Regions from separate parts of the Mus musculus genome. Here region 2 is linked to region 1. The links are chromatin contacts, called in public Hi-C maps. All regions are on one chromosome and are shown on one strand. The core of a region is the stretch at or near the end of the contact, and the rest is flanking DNA. Distances in the headings are between cores, read along the strand shown.

Region 1 (7,311 bases), core at 1,512-4,011:
ATGATGTCCAGAGATCTGGTCCACTGGGACTCGGAATGTCTGCTAGCTGTGATCACCCGCTCCAGATCAGAAGGTCACCAAAGGTCAGCTTTCCCTGCATCCTGGCCTCTCTGAGCTTCCTTGCCAGTGTGCCACAATGGCTTGGAGCACCAGAGCTGTCTCCAGCTGTATCTACTTCAGCTGTCTATATTGGAGATGGTGGCACGACTCAAGGGACTATTTTCTTTTTAAAAGCAATGTATAAGCATATTCATGCAGCTCACAGGTATTTACACCCCTGTTTTTGAGACAGGGTTTTGCTCTGTAGCTCTGGCTAGCTTGTAACTCACTGTGTAGAACATGGTAGCTTCAAACTTACAGCAGTTCTCCTGCCTCTGTCTCCCAAGTTCTGCGACTACAGATATGAGCGATACACCCTACAACAAACTATATTCTTTCAAAATTATGTTTGCTTATTTTGTGTGTGTGTGTTAGCACACACATACCACAGTGCATTTGTGGAGGTCAGGGGTCAACTCACAGGAGTTAGTTCTCTACCAACATAGGTCAAGCCCAGGTCAAGTCCAGGTCAAGCCCAGGTCAAGTCCAGGTCAAGCCCAGGTCCACAGACTTGGCAATAAGCATCTCCACTGATCAAACTATCTTGCTGGACCCTCTATTTTTTTTTTATTTAATTGTCATTATTGTTGCTTTTGAGATATACTCATGTGTCGCAGACTATCTTGAACTAACATGTAGTTGAGGATGACCCCGCATTCCTGATTCTCCTATCATACCTCCAAGGTGGTTACAGTTATGACTGTTATGCTTGTCTTGACATTTTTAAAAAGATTTTTTTATTTTTATGTTCTGCCTGTGGGTGTTTTGCCTGCATGTATGCCCATGCAGCACCCTCAGAGGCCAGAAGGTGGCACTGGGTTTCCTGGAGCTGGAGATGTAGATGATTGACAGCTACCACGTGGGTGCTGGTAGATCCCAGGTCTTCTAGAAGAGCAGCAGGTGCTTTTCATTCTTGAGCCTTCTCTTTAAGCTCCAAATGTAACGTGAATTTCTGGATCCATTTTGGTTTTTTTTTTTTTTTTGGTTTTTCGAGACAGGGTTTCTCTGTGTAGCCCTGGCTGTCCTGGCACTCACTTTGTAGACCATCCCGAGTGCTGGGATTAAAGGTGTGCGCCACCACGCCCGGCTCCATTTTGGTTTTTTAAATCAAGTTTTTAAAAAGTTAAAGTCAAACTGCTTACCTCTCTAAGTACATGTGTACATTTGCACGCGAATGCGTGTGTGTGTGTGTGTGTGTGTGTTTGTGCGTGCATGCGTGTGTGCACTCAGGTGGTGTGGTTTCTGGTAGAAGTAGACACATAGTAGGCACTCACTAAATCAGTCCCCCTGACTCACCAGAAACACTTAGCTCTATGGTTGTGGAAACATTACCAGCATGGTTAGAAATAAATGCTCAGTGCTTCCCAGGGCCTACTGTCTGCCAGCCATGGGTCCCAGATCATCTAGGACAGTGGGCCCCTCACAATGCTCATATCTTTCATTTCCATTTTTACAAGGCTCAAAGAAACTACATGTGACCACAAGCAGCTGATAAAGTATTTTGGGGTTTTGTTTTGTTTTGTTGTTACTTGTTTTAAAACTTACATTCATTCATTCATTCATTCATTGTGTATCTGTGTGTGTGTGTGATATGTGTGTTCAAGTGGCATATGGTACACATGTAGAAGCCAGAGATAAACTTTTTAGCAAATGGGCTCTCTCTCTCTCTTCCTTGTACGTCCTGAGGATCAAACTCAGGCCACCAGACTTGGCTGCAAGCCCCTCCTCCGGCTGAGCAGCTAACTGTGTCACCAACTGTTCAAATGTCTCCCCTCTCTGAGCGTCTGTTAACTGAGGTTCTCAGGAAGAAGTGGGGCCTCCTTTATTAGCGCAATTGTTTGAGGAGCTGCAGATTGAACTAGGGCCTCTTGTACGCTGTGCCCACACTTTGTTAGGTTTGGCATTCAGTGAGTGCTATTTGCAGTAATAACTTCCCTTACTGGGCACCTGCCCCTATGGGTTCTCTTGGGGAGGGGAGCAGGCTGGAGCTCTGAGAGGCAGAGGAACCTGCCCGAGTTACAAAACAAGCAAATGGCCGTGAGGGGTTGGGCGCTAGAGTTGTGGGATGAGGAGGACTCACTCTAATTCTTGGGATTCTAAGGAACAAAACATCCCATGCGCTTCAACAATCTCTCTTGCTGGGGCTGACTTACTCTGAGGTCAACAGTTGCCCAATTAGTGGTTTGGAGCCCAGCTTGGCTGGAAAAATGTCCAAACCTGGGCTGGGGGAAGCCGGAGGCTTGGCAAGCACAAGAGAGATCTCTGACTTCAATCATAGGGTCGTGTGAAGCCTGTGACCCCCTGGCCTGGCATGCCTCAAGTGCCAGAGTCTTCTTTCTCTGCATGCCACCTTCTGCTCAAGAGCCCAGGCTCAGGCCCTAGAAGGAAGGATCCGGGTCTTTGAATGGGTTTGGCCGGGTAGATTTCCCAGAAGAGGTCAGAACCAGCTGTGTTTTTGTGGTCACACATTGATCTTCCTGAGTCAGCACGGCTGCTTGGAGGGACAGGATGTCCTGTCTGTTCCCAGGGGCTTTGGATCCTAGCCAGACTGAATATTTTCCAAAACATGTCCTGAAACGGAGATGCGGCAGGGATAGGAGATATCCCACCCCTTCTCCATCAATGCCAGCCCAGACACTCACCTCTCCTTCTAGTACAGCGCCTGGACCTAGTTCTGACCACACACCTGGCACTGTGCTATTCTCTCTGTACTCTACTAACTCAACAGAGCACAGTGGAACAGCCTCAGATCCGAATTCCATATGGCAGCTGGGCAAACAGACTCAGAGACAAGTGTCCATCATCTTGGCATTCAGAAGGCTGAGGCAGGAAGACCTCAAATTTGAAGCCAGCCTGAGCTATATAGGGAGTTACAAGGCCAGCTTGGGGTTACACTGTGACAGTGAAATCCTGTTGAAATGAGGGAAGAGAAAGGAAAAGGGGAAGGGAAAAATCAGAGAGATCAGGCGGCTTATAAATGGTCTCACAGAGAAGGAATTGCAGGGCTGTGCTGAGAGGTCTCTCGTGTCAGATCTGAGGATGCTCTGTAAATTCACCAGGTCGAACACACCATCACAACCAGCCCAATGAATACAGATGACTAGTTCCTGAAGAAACGTGAAAAGTGAGGTTCCGGAAGATGGAAGTGACTTGTACAAAGTTGGAGAAAGCTCCCCTGGGGTAGCCAGCAGGTTTTTTTTCAAGGGTACAGGGCCAAACTCTCCACTGCTGAGATCTGGTTATGAGCAACAGAAGCCCCTCCCCTTCCTACGATTCCTGTGTTTACCCAAGGGCTTCCTGGGGTGAGAGGAGGGAAGGGAGGGGAGAGCAGCCATCTCCTGGGGAGGACAGAAGCAGAGAGGAGCTGTTTGGAAAGCTTAAGTATGGGAGTTCAATGCTGGGACAGCTAGGGCTGAGAGGAATGGGCTGCTGCCTGACATTGGAAAGTGCCTGCATCTGTCAAGGTCAGCCCACCCTCAGGGACAGTGTACTTGCAGTTTCCCACATGCCAGCGTGGGCAGTGACTGCCTACAAGAAGGACACTGCTTGGCTCTGATAACTAAAAGATTCCTGGAGGGAGGGAGAAGGTAGACAGCAAGACACAGGATGGGACTAGACCAGACTGGCCTAGAACTCACTCACAGAAATCCTTGGTCTCCTGAGTGCTGAGACCAAAGGCATGTGCCACCACTGCCCAGCTTCAGAATACATTTTTTAAAAAAGGGATTTTAGGTGTGGGCTGGGAAGATGCCGCCATTGGCTAAGTGCTCACTATGCCAACATGAAGACCTGAGTTTGCATTTCCAGCACCTACATAGTACAATACAATACAAAATGAAACGAAACAAAACAAAAATCGAGGGTTGGAGAGAGAGTTCTACAATTAAGAGCACGTGTTGCTCATACAGAAGATACAGGTTCCCTTCCCACCACCTATGTGGAGCTCACAACTGTCTGTAACTCCAGTTTTAGCGGCTCTGATGTCCTCTCTGGGCCTCCATGGGCACAGTGCACAGACACTCATGCAAGCAAAACACCGATACAACAAACATAACAAACAAAAGCCAGGCGAGGTAGTGTGCAGCTGTAACCCTGTGCAGTGGAGGCAGAGACAGGGGGTTCCAAGGGCTTGGTGACTTTGAATTAAGCACTTTCTGACCCACTATGTTAACTACATAGGAGGTCCCCAAAGTTCATCATAGTAGGGAAAAGGAGAAGATAATGAAATAACATGCATTCTGCATGTCGCCTGAAACACTGAGGAAAAGCAGATACACACATCTCTGTGTGGTTGCCAAGAACTAACTGTAGTTATTACCATATGATTTGGTTTGGTTTTGGTTTTGAGACATGGTCTCATTACGGAACCCAGGCTGATCTTGGACTGTTAAGCCTCCTGCCTCCACTCCCCAAATGCTGGACTAGCAGATGTAAGCTACTGTGCTGATTGTTAAGGTGAAAGTATTTTGAAGGCCAGGTAATATCACCTTGACACTGTTGTGGCAGTGCCTAAAAAGCCAGATCACATTTGCCTTGGCACCTGAATCCAGAGCGGGTAGAATGGTTCCCGGCTGAGTTTTCTCTGACACCTTCTCGGAGAGTACCGTGGCAAGGCTGGGGTTGGACTTAGGACCCATCGGGTTAGTGTAGGTTTGATTTTTTTTTTTTTTTTAATGTAACCTTGCGACAAAAGAAAAGCAAAGAATTGCCCTTTGGAATCAAGATCTCAAGCTTGTAAATTGTTGTAGTCATTATGAAAATCAGTATGCAGGTTCCTCAAAATACTAAAAATAGATCTCCCACATCATCCAGCTACAGTGCTCCTGGATATCTATCCTGAGGAAGCTATGTCAGCATTCCAGAAAGCTATACAAGTTTATTGATGCCGGTGCACTATAGCCAAGATATGGAACTAGCCTGGGCACGCAGCAACAGATGAAGGGATAAAGGAAAGGTCGCATAAATATACCATGGAATTGTATTCCAATGTAAAGAATAATGAAAAGATAACCTTGACTTTCTGATCGCCTCTTGATTGCTGGAATCACAGGCATGTGCCACTGTGTCCCATTTTATGGGATACTGGAGATCAAAACCTGTGCTCCCTGCAGGCTAGGTGAGGACTGTACTAACTGAGCTACATCCTCAGCCCTGAGTTCCTCCAGGCAGCCCATGCTGTGATCCCTGCTCCAGGGAAGTTGGAGATAGGATCAGAGGGCCAAGGCCATCCTTAGCTACATGTCCAGTACAAGGACAGCCTGGGCTACAGGAAACTTTGTTTCAAAGAAATAAAAAACCCAAATGACAAAAAAGAGCTCCTTCCCCCAAAAGAATAAAATTAGGTCATTTGTAGAAAAATGGATGGAATTCGAGACCCTCACAGTAAGTGAAAAGACTGGGAAAGACAAAGAGCATACGCTTTTTTAAAATGTGGGATACACATTTAAATATAATTAGCATACTATATAGTGTGTATGGGACATGAAAGAAGAGAGAGGAAGGAGGAATGGGAGGGGCTAAAGAGATGGCTCAGTGGCTAAGAGCACCAGCTCCCAGCACCTACATGGCAATGCACTACCATCTGTAAGCCCAATTCTAGGGGATCTTTTGAACTCTGGGCACCAGGCACACATGTGGTACACAGACATATATGCAGGCAAAACACCCATAAACATAAATAGGAAAGAGAAAAGAAAACATCACTTTTTCTCTTCTTTTATCATTTAGATTTATTTATTTTATATGAGTGCTCTATCTGCATGTACATCTGCAGGCTAGAAGAGGGCATTGGATCCCATTACAGATGGTTGTGAGCCACCATGTGGTTGCTGGGAATTGAACTCAGGACCTCTGGAAGAGCAGTCAGTGCTCTTAACCACTGAGCCATCTCTCTGGCCCCAAAATATTGTTTTTTGTTTTTTGTTAAATATAGAGTCTAGACTTAACTACATATATGCAAGCAATAAGACATGAAAGTAGGAGAATTATCCAGGTGGGGTGAAAAGAGATGGGGGAGTGAGAAGGAGGGAGAAGAGGAGCGGTGGCCCAGTCAAAGCACAATGATATATAATATATAACATATAATATATAATAATATACAGTGATATAATATATCACATATGATATATACTATATAACAGGTATATGACATATATATAATATGATACAATATATATGATAATATAATACATGATAATATAATACATATGTATATATATGATAATATAATACAATATATATATGAAAAATCACAATGAAATTCACCAAATTGTGCATACTACACATTTTTTCAGAGAAAGACTATAGGTTTGGGTGAAAATAGTAGCTTTTGCTGTCCCCAGGGTGTAATGACAAAATGTGAACACTTGGGGGCACTCCAGCTAATCTTCAATAGAGAGATGGTGACATGTTTGATAATTTAAAAAAATATGGAGGGGCCAGCAGGATGGCTCAGCAGGTAAGGGCACTTGCCAGTCAAGCCTGAGGACTTGGGCTTAGTACCTGGAACACTCGAGACACAAGAATAGAACTAACTCCTGAAAGCTGTCCTTTGACCTCCATTCCCAAGTGTACTACCCCAAATAAATACATTTTAAAAAAAAAAATCACTAATCCCAGCGCTTGGGAGGCAAAGGCAGGCAGATTTCTGAGTTCAAGGCCAGCCTGGTCTACAGAGTGAGTTCCAGGACAGCCATGGCTACACAGAGAAACCCTGTCTCAAACAAAACAAAACAAACAAAACAAAACAAACACTAAACCAAAATCACTGTCATTGTCACAACCTGAACTCTTCCTGTGAAGTTCTAAGCTGTGTTCAGAGGGTCATGAGTCAGGGGATCTTTGGTTTGTTTCATTGTTGTTTGTTTTTGTTTCTGAAACAGAGTCTCACTGTGTAACTCTGTCTGTCCTAGAACTCCTTATGCAGGCTAAACTGGCCTCAAACTCACAGAAAGCCACCTGCCTTTGCCTTCTGAGTGCTGGGATTATAGGCATGCACCATTATACCTGGCCACCTTCTCATTTTAACTTTGTAAACATCCTGTTCACTAGGTACTATCTAAAAATTTTTTTAAAAAAAAGTATGTGTGTGTGTGTGTGTATGTGTGTGCCTGTCTGCCTGTCTGCCTGCCTATCTGTCTGTACCTGTGTGCCAGTGCCTGTGGGCATCAGAAGAGGGTGTTGGATCTCCTGGAGCTAGAGTCCCAGGTGACT
Region 2 (7,311 bases), core at 3,250-5,749, 930 kb before region 1:
TCTCCTATATTCGCAGCAACTGACCTCATCTCGCTCCACACCACCTCATCCAATCAGAATCACACATGCTCCAGGCACGAGCTCAGGTCAGTCACAGATAGGCTGACAGATCCGGGTCACGAGGAATATTCATGCTTTTTCACTGCGCATGCTTGGGCAAGGCAGTAAACATATGGGGTTCACCGGGCCTGGCAATGGGCCAGAGTGCCATCTTGGCCCATGCGGCCGCACCCGCTTCCCGCATCTCCCCCTTTTTGTTTTAGTAGTAGCTCTGGGATCAGCATCTGTCTTAGGTTGCCCCCATCTGTGCCACATCCTTACCTGTTATGGGAGTGACAAACTCACTTTCGCCATCCTGTCTTAGGTTGGTATGCGCACGTGAGGGTCTTACCTGTCATTGATTACTGATTCAGCATGTTGAGCCAACATTGGGGGGATGTTCCTGCTTCCAAGGCTGCCATAGCCTGCACTAAGCATATCAGCCCTGTGCCACCTTCGCATACGTGCCATCCACCAAAGCATTCCTACACACACAACAGTCAACAGGAACGCTCAAAAGGCCATCCCTCCCCAATTTTTTAAGAATCCCACAGTTCCCTGGATGATCTCCAGCCATTGCTTTGCAGTTGCAATCTCCACACAGGTGTTGTTCATGGCAACAATCGATGCTCGCAATTCCTTCATCTTTGTGTCGAGATCATGACTCCAATTTCCTAGCAGCATCGCACCAATTGCACGCAACAGATTTGCAGCTCTGGAAAATTCTGATACTGAACAGAGGTTACACACATTCCTGCCATATGAGTAATACAGGAAGCAAATACTAACTGCTCCAAAATATTCATCTGTTCCTGCAACCAATCCACTCTTTGATTAACCATAAGGATACCAGCTTTCAAATTTGTATTTCAGTGGAGCCAAAGCCCCAATTTCCTCTTTTCAGTCCACTTGAAGGGAAGCTAGCATGGTGACTAGGCAAAAGCAAAATTTGAGCAATTCTATCTCCCGGGGAAATGGCAGACATCTCTCTGGGGGAGGAAACCATGATCTTAACCTCTCCCTTATAGTCAGGATCAATGACACCAGGATGGATAATTAACCCCTTAATGGCTGCTGAACTACGTCCTAATAAGAGGCCAACTGTGTTTTTAGGCAAAGGACCCTTAAAGTCTGAAGCAATCATCTGCACACCCATTTCTGGGGTTAATATGAGTCTGGTGGTGGCGCAGATATCCAGTCCTGCACTTCCTGTTGTAGCTCTTCTGGGGACGCCCGTAGACGATTGCGCCGAGAAATGTGTTGAAGGTTCGGCCATGGTGTGGGAGTCTGCTGCATGGCCCCATATATTTGTGGGCCCTGAGGCTGGGGGCCCCGCACTCCGTTTTTTGGCCTAGCGCCTGTGGAGTGAGAAGTTAGGGGGTGACCATCTACATCCCACTTGGATTGACATTCTCTGGCCCAATGATTTCCTTTGCAACAGCGAGGACATAACTTGGGCTGCCGCACGCCTGTCTGAATCTCCTGTCTTCCTTTATTAGGATAGTCTCACTTGAAATGACCTGGCTGCCCGCAAGAAAAGCATCCCCCCTGCCGTCCACCCTGACGAGGAGTCTGCCTTTGAGCCTGAACTATAGCTGCCGCTAACCCCTGGTTGGTCAGTGGAGTGTCCACCACATCTCGGCAAACCTTTAGCCATACATCCAGTGGTTTGCTCCTATAAGGGTGTATGGCGTCTCTGCAGGGCTTAATGACCTGCTCATAGGCTAATTGCTTGACCAGTGGCATTGCAGCATCAACATCCGGAAATACTCTCCCGGATGTCTCCACTAGTCGTGCTAGGAAGTCTGCAAACTTCTCATTGGGTACCTGTATCACCTTAGACAAGCTGGCCCCAAGGTCTCCAGTGCCTGATAGCATCTTCCAAGCTCTAAGAGCACAGTTATTAATCTGCTCATAAACCTGTATAGGATAACCTGTTTGACTGTTGGCAAAATTCCCTTGCCCCATTAACATGTTTATATTCCAGGCTGCATTGGGAAGTCCAGGGGCAGCATTAGCCACAGCCTGCTCAATGGCATGCTCAATATAAGCAGTCTTCCATGTTAAATAACCTCCTCCCAAAAGAACGGCTTTGCAGAGGTTCTGCCAATCAAAAGATATCATACAGTACCGCTGTAGGGACTCAAGCTGAGTTACAGTAAAGGCAGCCTGGACCCCATAAGTCGAAACTGACTCCTTCAATCTTTGTACAACCTTCCAATCCAGGGGTTCATGATACCGTTGCCCCTGTTGGTCCTGAAATACTGGGAAGGCCCCCGCAAATGGCAGGCACATTTTTCCAGACGTTTACATGAAGACTACGCTTTCCCCTTTTGTCTCCCTCATCTTTATAGGGGAGAGGAGAAGGCAATGGAGGGGCTGATGGTTCGGGCGACCTACTGTGCCTCAAACTCCAGCGGAACATCCGACTATAGACATCACTGTCACCATCAGTCCCGTCGCTGTCACTAGTAGGCCCTTCAGAGCTAGATTCCTTTTTCTCTTTCTTATCTTTGTTTTGTTGTCTAAGCTGTTTAGGTTTTCGGCGGCTAGCCTGAGGTGCAATCTCCTTAGCCTCCTCAAGTGCAGCTGCTCCTTCCTCTATTTCAGCATTGTACTTTCCACTGGCATCCCTCAAGCACGCCCTGACCAAGTTCCAGATGACTAACATTTTTACTTTCATTTTAGTCGCAGTTGAACCCATATCATTTAAATTCCCTCTGTCTCTATATCTGAGATCCTTAGTGCTCCGTCCCCTTTTTTCCGGGGAACCTGTCAGGCCTATGCTTTCTTTACCTACCGCTGCTTACCAAAATTTCCTTACTGCTGCTTACCAAAATTTCCCCGTGCTGAAATTCCCTTTGTCTCTATATCTGAGATCCTTAATGCTTCGTCCCTCCCGCCCCACCCCCACCCCCGGGAACTTGACAGACCTGTGCTTTCTTTAATTCCCTTCGTCTGTATTCCTGAGAACCTTAATGCTCCATCCCCTTTTTTCTGGGAAGCCTGTCTTTACTTACCGCTGCTTACCAAGATTTCCTTACCGCTGCTCTTACCAAAATTTTCCTACCGCTGCTCTTACCAAAAACTTCAAAGGCTTCTTTACTTACCATTGTTGCTGACCAACACGATGAGTTCCCTGTACGGGCCACCACTTGCCACTGTCTCTGACCCACAGAGATAAGAACGACACAGACACCAAGGCGGGTTCACGCAGCAACTTCTTTACTTGGTGCTTTTCCCCTTACAGCTCTTTCCCCAGCAGCCTCTTCTACTCCTCCTTCTTGCAGCAAGGGCTATTCTCCTATACTCACGGCAACTGACCTCATCTTGCTCCACACCACCTCATCCAATCAGAATCACACACACACCAGGCACGAGCTCAGGTAGGTCACAGATAGGCTGACAGATCCGGATCACGAGGAATATGCATGCTTTTTCACTGCGCATGCTCAGGCAAGGCAGTAAACATGCGGGGTTCACGGGGTCTGGCAATGGGCCAGAGTGCCATCTTGGCCCATGCAGCCGCACCTGCTTCCCACACTGAACAACTTGGGCTTGACTCCCATGGCACACAGTGAAAGGAGAATGAATCTTCTGTAGCCTTTGCTACTTTATGGGTTCTTCTTTCTTTCACCCTTCACCCCTTTCCCACCCTTTCAACTCCTTAACACTAGAGGGGAGAGAAAACAGGATAGAAGAAAAAGGGTGTGATGTTACCATTAGACTACTTCCTGCTGATTGGGATGTGGAGTTCCTTGGAGGAAGTTTCATCCTTGCCCTCAGGATATCCGATTTCTTCTTTCTTTTTCTTTGTGTATGACTACTTAACAAACTGAGACCAACAACAACCATAAGCAACCAACCAACAACCCACCACCCCACCTACTGGGGCTCTAGAATTCCAAATATCACACAATTGCAGAAACTATCTACAGTTGGAAAAATTCTGCCCTTGCTAGAGCACGAGGCAAATCACAATCAGCTGCTGTGGACAGTCTGGAAAAAAAAAATTGCCACTACAACGTTCAGAGTTGTGCTTTACAATGCACATGCATTCACATTGCACAGGCATACACACGAGTGATAGGTTTTTAAAAAGCGAATAAGTACTTATAGAACACAGACATGACACAGCCTTAGCAGATCGATACTTTTAAAGGAACAGTTATTGCCTTGGGGAAATGGTTGCCATGAATTTTGAAGATGTCCTATTTTTGTAAGGACTGAAATCCATGCTTTTTATGAGATTGTGGCTTTGGGACTTCTGTCATCATTAGGTTCCACTTTTAAATAAAGTCACACCAAAGAAAACTGTTCCAGGCAGGTCCCTGGATTTAGAGTACCGAACCCCATTCTCAGCTTGCTCACTAGCTCCTTCCCACGGCTCCTGTAGTGCTGGGATTAAAGGCGTGTGCCACCATGCACGGCCAAAGGCTCCACCCCACAGCCCAAGGGCTCAGGAAGCAGCTGGAAACCGCCAGACTCTTCTAAGACTCTTCTCAGTCTCTGAGGTAGTGGCCGCCACACAGTTCTGCCGCCTTGGGTGATGAAAACTGAGCCACTGGCAAGCCAGATGCTTTTACGAGGTACCACTGTGAGTACCAGGGGCTAGTCTTAGTTTTGACTATTGAGTATTTAAAAGTTGGGGTTCCACAAGCCATCTCAGGTTGATAATCCCCTTGCTGAATTCAGGAAGGCACTTCGCTCAGTGTCTAGGTTACAATTAGAGGACACAACTCTAAAAGAGTCCAGATGTAGAGACGCACGGGGCAAGGGAGCTCCCACGGTGTCTCCAGGGAGCGCCTCCCTCCAACCACAGGGTTGTGTTTGCCAACCTGGAGGTTTTCCAAACCCACAAGCTAGGGGCTTTACTGAGGTTTTGTTACGTAGGTATGACTGCGTCCCTCATTGGCTATTGGTAATTGAACTCCATCTCAGGAGTCCAGGGCTTCTTTGGAGATTATGAAGGGCGGGGTTGAAATTGCTAAAGCTTTAACCACCTGTCTGCGGGTTTTCAGCAACCAGCCCACATCCGGAGGCTCTTCAGCTCCAGCTTTGAGTCATCTCATTAGCATATGCAAACCAGTAAATGCGGCGAGTCCCTGGAGAACCTTTCTGGGAACTGGTGACAGAGCTCGAATATTTGTTTTTCTTCTCTTTTGTTTTGTTTTATTTTCTATCATACCACAGTGAGGTTCAAGGGAGGGACTGCAGCCAGGGAAGGGCAGCGACAAAGAATACAGACAGCCTCGGATGGAAGCTGGGGGTCCTCCTAGGCTTTCTGAGGAGTGCTTGATTAGATAAACTTCTTAGAGTCCTGAAGTGTCCTTAGAGCTAAAACTTCTTGATTCTCCAGGAAAAGTCCAGGGAGAACCTGGAACTGGTGGTACACACTTAAGAGTCTCAGCCTTTGGGAGACTAAAGCAAGCAGGGTTGCAGGCCTCTCCAGCCTAGGCTACAGAGAAAGAATACACTTCAAAGTTAATTGATGGATGGGTTAAATATTTAAAAGTTTAAATATCCAGATAGAGCTTGACTCTCCCCAAGCTCTCCCCTTGCCTCCTGAGTCCAAGAAGCATCCTCGTTTCTATTATTCATTTCATTTATTTATTTTAATTAATTAATTTTTAATTTTACATCCCGATTTCAGCTTCCCCTCCTTCCCCTGTCTCCTACGAAACTCCCAGGAATCTATGGGGGTGGGGGGCTCATATCAATAGGGGATATGGAACCTGAAACAGCCATTTCCTGTAGCCACGCATGACTTCCACTGGATGGTGGGGACACCAACCCACCCACGAAACCTTTGGCCTACAGTTTGTCCTGCCTACAAGATGTGCATGGATAAAGAGTGAGCAGAGATTGCAGGATCAGCCCAGGAGAGAAGCACCCTTATTTTTCTGACCACAGAGGTGAGCCATGGGTTGCTGGTGTCACCCTTCCCGGCCACTAGGGTGAGCAAAAGGACAAGAACTGATGCAGCGTCAGAGCAGAAGCAAGCCTTGTTCCTGACCTGGCCAGGCTCTTGTGTGGCCAGAGGGCTGACAAGACTTTCCAAACTTAAGCTGAGGGGAACTGGTGTGACTGGGGAGGAGTGAGGAAGGAGAGGAGGCAGGGTCACATCTGTTGCCTGGCTCTTCATTGGCTCAGGCTTCTGGCTGCTGGGGTCAAAAGGCTCAGCAGAAGCACTTACTTCACAGATGTGTAAGAGTCCTCTGAGGTCTCTTTCCATGCAGGTTCTGACCTTGCAGATGTGGGCATGGAGGCACTTGCCTTTAATTCTAGCACTCGGGAGGCAGCAGCAGGCAGATCTCTGAGTTTAAGGTTAGCCTGGTCTACAGAGCAAGTTCCAAGACAGCCTGGGCTACATAAAGAAACCTTGTCTCAGGGGGAGGAAGAAGAGCAAGAGGAGAAGAAAGAAAGAAAGAAAGAAAGAAAGAAAGAAAGAAAGAAAGAAAGAAAGAAAGAAAGAAAGAAAGAAAGGAAGGAAGGAAGGAAGGAAGAAAGAAGGAAAGAAAGAGAAAGGAAAGAAAAGAAAGAAAGAGAGATAGAGAGAAGAAAAGAAGAAAGAAAGAAAGAAAGAAAGAAAGAAAGAAAGAAAGAAAGAAAGAAAGAAAGAAAGAAAGAAAGAAAGAAAGAAAGAAAATCTGGGCGTGGTGGTGCACGCCTTTAATCCCAGCACTCAGGAGGCAGAGGCAGAGGCAGGCAGATTTCTGAGTTTGAGGCCAGCCTGATCTACAAAGTGAGTTCCAGAACAGCTAGAGCTATACAGAGAAACCCTGTCTCGAAGAAAAAAAAAGGGAGAACGAAATAGAGAGAGAGAAAGGAAGAAAAAAGAAAGAAAGAAAGAAAGAAAGAAAGAAAGAAAGAAAGAAAGAAAGAGCGAGCAAGCTGGGCGGTGGTGGTGCACGCCTTTAATCCCAGCACTTGGGAGGCAGAGGCAGGTGTATTTCTGAGTTTGAGGCCAGCCTGGTCTACAGAGTGAGTTCTAGGACAGCCAGGACTACACAGAGAAACCCTGTCTCGAGAAACCAAAAAAAAAAAAAAAAAAAAAAAAGAAAGAAAGAAAGGAAGGAAGGAAGGAAGGAAGGAAGGAAGAAAATTACCTTATTATAGAGCCAACAATACAGATTTGGGATACCCCAAACTCCATGATCCAACTGTTACAAGGCAAGCCCACCAGAGACTACCATATGGACACTCTTTTTTAAAGATTTATTTTATGTATATGAGTACACTGTAGCTGTACTGATGGTTGTGAGCCACCAT

What was found. Hi-C and Micro-C count contacts between places; a contact is called where the count stands out from the background.
Region 2: a contact with region 1 is called in a Hi-C map of pre-B cells, with 9 times the contacts expected there. The contact joins two enhancer-like sites. A contact is called at or near these places in 1 of 484 Hi-C or Micro-C datasets (pre-B cells) and 1 of 115 datasets of contacts at active chromatin or transcription factors (pancreatic cancer cells).

The regions. Positions count from the first base shown.
Region 1 is chr2:163,591,476-163,598,786 of GRCm38.p6, reverse strand. No RefSeq gene overlaps it. Among named protein-coding and RNA genes, the nearest start is that of Ttpal, 7.2 kb to the left of the region's middle. Within about 2 kb of position 2,761, at least 49 of the 459 cell types and tissues checked have an H3K27ac peak or open chromatin away from gene starts, as enhancers often do. A contact at or near this core is called in pancreatic cancer cells and pre-B cells, where this site is marked.
Region 2 is chr2:164,519,704-164,527,014 of GRCm38.p6, reverse strand. No RefSeq gene overlaps it. Among named protein-coding and RNA genes, the nearest start is that of Pigt, 26 kb to the right of the region's middle. Within about 2 kb of position 4,499, at least 218 of the 459 cell types and tissues checked have an H3K27ac peak or open chromatin away from gene starts, as enhancers often do. A contact at or near this core is called in pancreatic cancer cells and pre-B cells, where this site is marked.